Regions from separate parts of the Rattus norvegicus genome. Here region 2 is linked to region 1. The links are chromatin contacts, called in public Hi-C maps. All regions are on one chromosome and are shown on one strand. The core of a region is the stretch at or near the end of the contact, and the rest is flanking DNA. Distances in the headings are between cores, read along the strand shown. Region 1 holds the start of Avpr1a (arginine vasopressin receptor 1A). Region 2 has its middle 72 kb from the start of Avpr1a.

Region 1 (3,078 bases), core at 344-2,843:
ATCCAAGAAGCCTAAGTGATTTGGCAAAATGTCACAAGTGTTTTGCAACTAGTGACTCTAGGCACAGCTGGCGGCCTTAGGGGGGTTACATATGCTGCAGATGCTGAGTCCTAGGCCCCAATGTACCTGGGGTGGTGGAGACCCCAGGAATTTGCAATTTTGTTCATTTATTTTCATGATAAGGACATAGGAGACTTCCATTCTTATATAGAACCTTAATTATTAAACAGGTACTATTAAATATCACACATCACACACACACAGACATACAGACACACACACAAAGACACAGACACAGACACACACACACACACACACACACACACACACACACACACGTCTCTTTCATAGTCTCAGTACATACCGGTCCAGATGAAATTCTCATCCCAGACTGACCACATCTGGACAATGAAGAAAGGCGCCCAGCAAAGGATGTAGGCGCTTACAATCACAAAGGTCATCTTCACAGTGCGGATCTTGGCGCGGGAAATGCTCTTCACGCTGCTGACACAAGGTGTAACCAAAAGCCCCTTATGAAAGGGACCCACGGCCTCCCCAGAGCCCTTGTCACCCTTGCTGTGTCGCGAGGACGCTGTCTTTCCGCGGATGTTGCGCCAGATGTGGTAGCAGATGAAGCCATAGCATGTACCCAAGACGACCACAGGTGCCACGAAGACACCGCTGGTCATCCAGGTCACGTAGGCGCGGGTACCCCAGGGCTGGATGAAGGTAGCCCAGCAGTCTTGGGTTTTAGTGCCATTGTTCACCTCGATTTCGATCACAGAGAATATAAAGTACTGTGGCGTGCTTAGTATGAAACTCAGCACCCAAGAGGTGGCGATCATGAGGCGCGAGCGGCGCGCCGGCTGCTGCAGGGTCTTGAGCGGGTGGCACACGGCGATGTAGCGGTCGGCTGTCATCACCACCAGCATATAGGCAGACGCGAACATGGCAAACACCTGCAGGTGCTTCACCACGCGGCACAGCCAGTCCGGCCCGCGGAAGCGGTAGGTGATGTCCCAGCATAGCTGCGGTAATACTTGGAAGAAGGCGACCGCCAGGTCTGCCAGGCTGAGGTGTCGGATAAAGAGGTGCATGCGGGATGTCTTGCGTGGCGTGCGATGCAGCGCCAGCAGCACACTGCTATTGCCCAGCACAGCCACCACAAAAATCACTGCCAGCACAGCGATTTCCAGTTTGGCCAGCTCCTCATTGCGTACGTCCCCCAGCGGGCTGTCACCTTCCCCAAGCCTGGCTGCCTCCTGACTGCCGTTGGAGCCCTCGGTGGTTAGAGGCCACCACGGGCTGGAGTTGCCCACGGACCGATCCTGGGAGCCTCGCGGGAAACTCATGCTGTCCGTACAGAGCCTGGGAGGCCCTGCCCCGTGGGCTGCTTCCTCCTCTCCACCGAGGACCGGAGGATCCGAGTTCTAAGCTCTGCGCTCTGTCCTTCCTTCCCTCCCTCCGTCTCTAGGCTGCGCAATCCGGTGCGTGCAGAGTGGTTTTAAATGGGATATTCAAACATGTCCCTACTTCTGTCTGGTCCTGAGGCAGGGGGGCCCACTCTCTGAGCTCCCAGCGCAGTCTTAGATTGCCTCAGGACGCGCTCCCTCACGTCCTAGTGGCTGGAGACCGTCCCCAACCCCCTACCCCCCACCCCCTCCAAGTCGTTGGTGATTTGTCCCTTTTGCCTCACTGCTGCAGGGGTGGAGCTGAGACTCCTGGATTCCTCTGCAGAGCAGGATGCTTTCCCGAGCTGCCCCAAACTTCTCTGGGCTCTTAGGATTTCTCCAGCCTCCTTTATAAGTGAATGTAAAGCCAGGTAGCGCGTCAACAGGTGTAGTAAAATCGTCTGCTGTCCCTGCGAACTCAGCACCCTTAGACTTTGGACTTGGGGTCTGCCCAGCCCTGAGGTTCCCTGCCCGGTGCGCACGGTTCCTTAGGCTGGTCGCTCGGGCTGATTTTATTCCCCACACGGTTTGCCCCTGCACTTTGGGGATAAAAATCGCGTGACTTCCCTCTCTGGTGACTTCCTCACCCTGCTTTCGTTCGCGGACAGGAAAGGCCCACTCACTTGTACCCTTCAGTCCTCTTGCTGGGTGTGTGTAATCTACCGTGCTGACTCCATACACTGAGTGGGAACCCGAAACGGTGGACATTTCCCTAGGAAGTCCAATTCCCAAAGCTGCAGGGGACAAGAGCTGGGCTGCACTGGTTGGTGGAGACATTTCCAGTTAAATGACTAAATCCTGCTGACATTTCTTGGAGCAGACGGAGAGAGCTGAGGATCAGTGTCTGGTCTGCCTGTCTACCTCCATCTGTCTGTCTGTCTGTCTGTCTGTCTGTCTGTCTGTCTGTCTGTCTGTCTGTCTGCCTGCCTGCCTGCCTGCCACTGCCCCTCCACACCCCCTTTCTGTGTGTCTATGCTGTCTCTCTGTCTCCGTCTCTCCCTCTGTGCATCTTTGTCTCTGTTTCTGTTTCCTCTGTGTGTGTGTCTGTCTTTCTCTGTCTCAGTGTCTGTCTCTGTCTCTCCCTCTCCCTCTCTCTGTACATCTCTGTCGTGTGTGTGTGTGTGTGTGTGTGTGTGTGTGTGTGTGCGCGCGCGCGTGTCTGTCTGTCTGTCTGTGTCTGTCTGTCTGTCTGTGTCTGTCTGTAGTCAGGGAGAGGGAACGAGGCACTTGGAAGGAAGAAAAGAAGACTACTCCCGCCTCCAGTAATTAGTTATTTGCTCGGGCCTTCTGAGTCCAGCTGTGGAGACAAACACCCTAGAGACTCCAGCAGCTGTCCAACTCTGGTGAGAGAATGCTACCAAGGACAGCAGGGGGCGCTGTTTCTGAAGCTGAAACAAACACAAACCCACGGTACAGATGAAGGGACAGGAACTCGAGTTTCTTGGTCAGAGCATTGGTGTGTTGTGTCAATAGTACAAGCCTAATAGCTTCTGGAAAATGTTTTCTTTTGTGAAGTACAATCATAAAAGATTTTCTTCAGTGAGGTTAGTTTTGCTACATAAGTCCATGCATGAGTATAGAAACCCAGGGCCATGACATAAGAGCCAGGGGCTTGGCATATTGAGTC
Region 2 (3,297 bases), core at 590-3,089, 72 kb before region 1:
TTCTGGCTCATACTCAAAAATGGAATCCAAGAAATCCTGCCATTTCCCAGTGGGCCAATAGTTCCTGTAAAAAACGCTCTCGTGAGATTTCCTGGCTATGAAAATGTTCTTGTCCTATATTTGCAGATTGATGTCAAAGATTTTCTGGAGAGATTGCCCTTCACTTGAGATCTCCTAATAGCAAGGTAGGCTGGTGAGAAGTCTTCTGGAGAGAGAAGAAAGGGCTCTCTTTCAGTTAGGGGACTTGTCTGTCTGCTACCCTACCTTCTCCCAGTGAGCATATTTGGGTAAAGGCTTTTTCCCCCCACTAATAATCCAGGTCCTTCGGCACACTGTATACTGTAGCGCAGGACAAAATGATTCTTCACCTAGAAAAAGGGATCATCCAGTGAGACGCTTCCATTGTGCTTAGGGTGGGGCAGTAAGGAAAGCATGAAGATGGCCTATTTTTAGAGTGTGTTAGATACACAATATCCTGAGCATGGGTTTAGTTTGCGTGCTGTTTCAAGATCTCTGTGAAGTAGAAGATGTTCTTTGCAGATGGAAGGAACATTGTCTGTTTCCCCAATCACCACTGTGGGATGTTGTCTCTAATTGACCTTTGAATGAAGGAAGAGGCCAACCCCCCCCCCCCGTGTGTGTGTGTGTGTGTGTGTGTGTGTGTGTGCGCGCGCATGCACGAACGCTTTTTCTGTGTATACATGTAAGTGTACTTATACATGTGTATTTATACACCCATGTTGACAGCCTTGAACTGGACACCTTTTTTAAACACATTGTTTAAAAACAAGATGTCTTATTGTCCTGGCCTGAACAAACTAAGCTGTTTGTTCTACCAGCTCCAGGGACCCACCTGTCTGCCTTCCCAGCACAGGGATTATAGCACGTTGTCACCATACCATAAACACCACATACATGCAAGCTGAGGGTTAACTTGGGCCCTCATGGTTGCATAGACAGCTCTTTGACTGAGCTGTTTACTCTACCCACCCTTTTATGTTGAGAATCGATGGGCAGACTTTTTTCCTTTTCTTTCTATTTTGATGATTCGCTTTAAGTTGACATTTGTCTATTTTCATTGAGAACTACTGTTTTATATACTTGTAACTACAAGCAGCCCCTAATATAGAACACATTAGTTGTTGGTATTCTGTCTAAGCTCCACCCCAACAGCTACCTGGCAACAGCCAGGTATGCCCTGCCCCACAGTTGCCTGGCAACAGCCAGCTGTGCCTGACTATAAAGGGGGCTGCTTGCCCCCTCCTCTTCCTCTTGCTCTCTCTCTCATTCTTGCTTTTCTTCTCTCTCTTCTCTGTTCTCTTGCCCTCTCCCCTTTGTCCCTTCTCTCCCTATCCATCCCCTTCCCTCCAAGTGCTCATGGCTGGCCTTTACTTATGCCCCCACTTCTACTCTTCTCTCATTAAATCTTTCCACTTAGAACCATGTTGGGTTTGTGTGTTCTGTCTGGACGCGAGCTGAGATTTCTCTAAGTACCCCAACATTGGTACTTAGAGAATTGTTTTTAAACACATTACTAAATCTATAACCAGAGGCTGCATTTCTTTACTATGATCACACTTTGGTCAGTGTGAAACAATCAACTCACACACACATACACACACACACACACACACACAGAGACAGAGACAGACAGAGACAGAGACAGAGAGACAGAGACAGACAAAGGCAGAGAGAGACAGAGACAGAGAGAGACAGAGACAGAGAGAGACAGAGACAGAGGACAGACAGAGTGAGAGCCATTTCTGACACAGTACATTCCAGCAATGTGACTTATCACTGTGCTTTCTGCCTTAACCATCCAGCCCAGGACATGCCTGCTAGCTTTCTTTACTGTAAATTTTCTCTCTCCTCTTTGGGAATGAGTCACCATTTGCAGTCTGCATTTAGGAAGTAGGAATTCAGATTCTTCCCCCTTGAGGATATTGTCATAAACTATTTGTAATTCTGTAAAAGACATGTTTCTTTACTTCCTTCTGTTTATTGATTTATGGGTATTTGTTTTATAATTTGCTTTACTTTATTGCTTGAACTCTCCTAGCTTTGACGACTGGGAACTCTTTCAAGCTTCCCGTCCCTTTGGCAAAATTCTGTAAAGCCTTTTCCCCTCCATTGGAGCAATTGCTTAGCCTTCTGACCTATAAGACACTGCTGACTTCTTTTATTTCCTGTCCTAGTTTTAGAATCAGATGTTGATCCGAGGCCATCACATCAGTGGCATCAGAAGTGAAGGAAACCTTGGCCTGGTTCTTGCTATTTCTAGGCTCTTTCAACTTGCAGATCAAGGGAGTATATGCTCATATACTCACTGGTATGTGTGTGCATGTCTCCATACGTGTACACACACACACACACACACACACACACACACACACACACACATCAGTTGCTTCTTCTTCTTTTTTTTTTTTTAACATAGCCGTCCACCTCTAACCTATTACTACACGGAGCATGCTGTCTCCTGGCCTAACTTATCTGCAAATTCCACTTCCGCCCGTGACCAACAAGGCTCTAGGCTCCATCATGTACTTGTCTACTGCAAATGTGTGTGTGGAGACATTGTGAGCCTTTACAGAGTGCAGACTGTTACGTGTATTCCTCAGCTTATGCCTTCAGGGCTCTACTTACATCCAGAAATTTATAGGTTAGTACCTCACATCTCTCAGGTTGTTCCCTACAGTTAATTAAAAAAAAAAAGCTTGTAAACATTAAGTTGATATTTTTTTTAAAGATTTATTTATTTTACATGTGAGTACACTGTTGCTGTCTTCAGACGCACCAGAAGAGGGCATCAGATCCCATTATAGATGGCTGTGAGTCACTATGTGGTTGCTGGGACCTCTGGAAGAGCAGTCAGTGCTCTTAACCACTGAGCCATCTCTCAGCCCCTAATTTGATAATTTTTAATGTATAGCTTTACAGCAGTGGTTCTCAACCTGTGGATTGCAACCCTTCCACAGGGATCTCATATCCAATATCCTGCATACCAGATATTTATATTATATATTCATATGAATTCATATGCATATATTTATAACAGTAGCAAAATTAGTTATGAGTTAAAAAAAGTAAAAGCTATCAATACTTAAGCATTCCTTTTCTTTTCTTTTCTTTTCTTTTTTTTTCCTTCCCACCCGCCGCATTTAAGCATTCTTGTATACCGGGCACAAACTGTTTTCTGGGCTGAGATTTTCAACTCTTCCCTAGAATTTGTGTTTCTGGTCTCCTGGTCTCCTTGGTTACGGTCACACGGTCTTGATTGTGCTTTGGGTATGGCGC

Evidence for each region. A called contact is a pair of places that touch in the nucleus more often than the background predicts.
Region 2: a contact with region 1 is called in a Hi-C map of the A7r5 cell line, with 6 times the contacts expected there. The contact joins the enhancer-like site here to the promoter of Avpr1a in region 1. A contact is called at or near these places in 7 of 12 Hi-C or Micro-C datasets (the A7r5 cell line, the Rat2 cell line, Schwann cells and 3 more).

The regions. Positions count from the first base shown.
Region 1 is chr7:59,998,258-60,001,335 of GRCr8, reverse strand. It overlaps Avpr1a (arginine vasopressin receptor 1A), which reads right to left and starts at 1,593. Exons shown (of 2, transcript NM_053019.2): 1 at 365-1,593. The coding sequence starts at 1,352.
Region 2 is chr7:60,070,118-60,073,414 of GRCr8, reverse strand. No RefSeq gene overlaps it. Among named protein-coding and RNA genes, the nearest start is that of Avpr1a, 72 kb to the right of the region's middle. Within about 2 kb of position 1,839, at least 6 of the 93 cell types and tissues checked have an H3K27ac peak or open chromatin away from gene starts, as enhancers often do. A contact at or near this core is called in the A7r5 cell line, where this site is marked.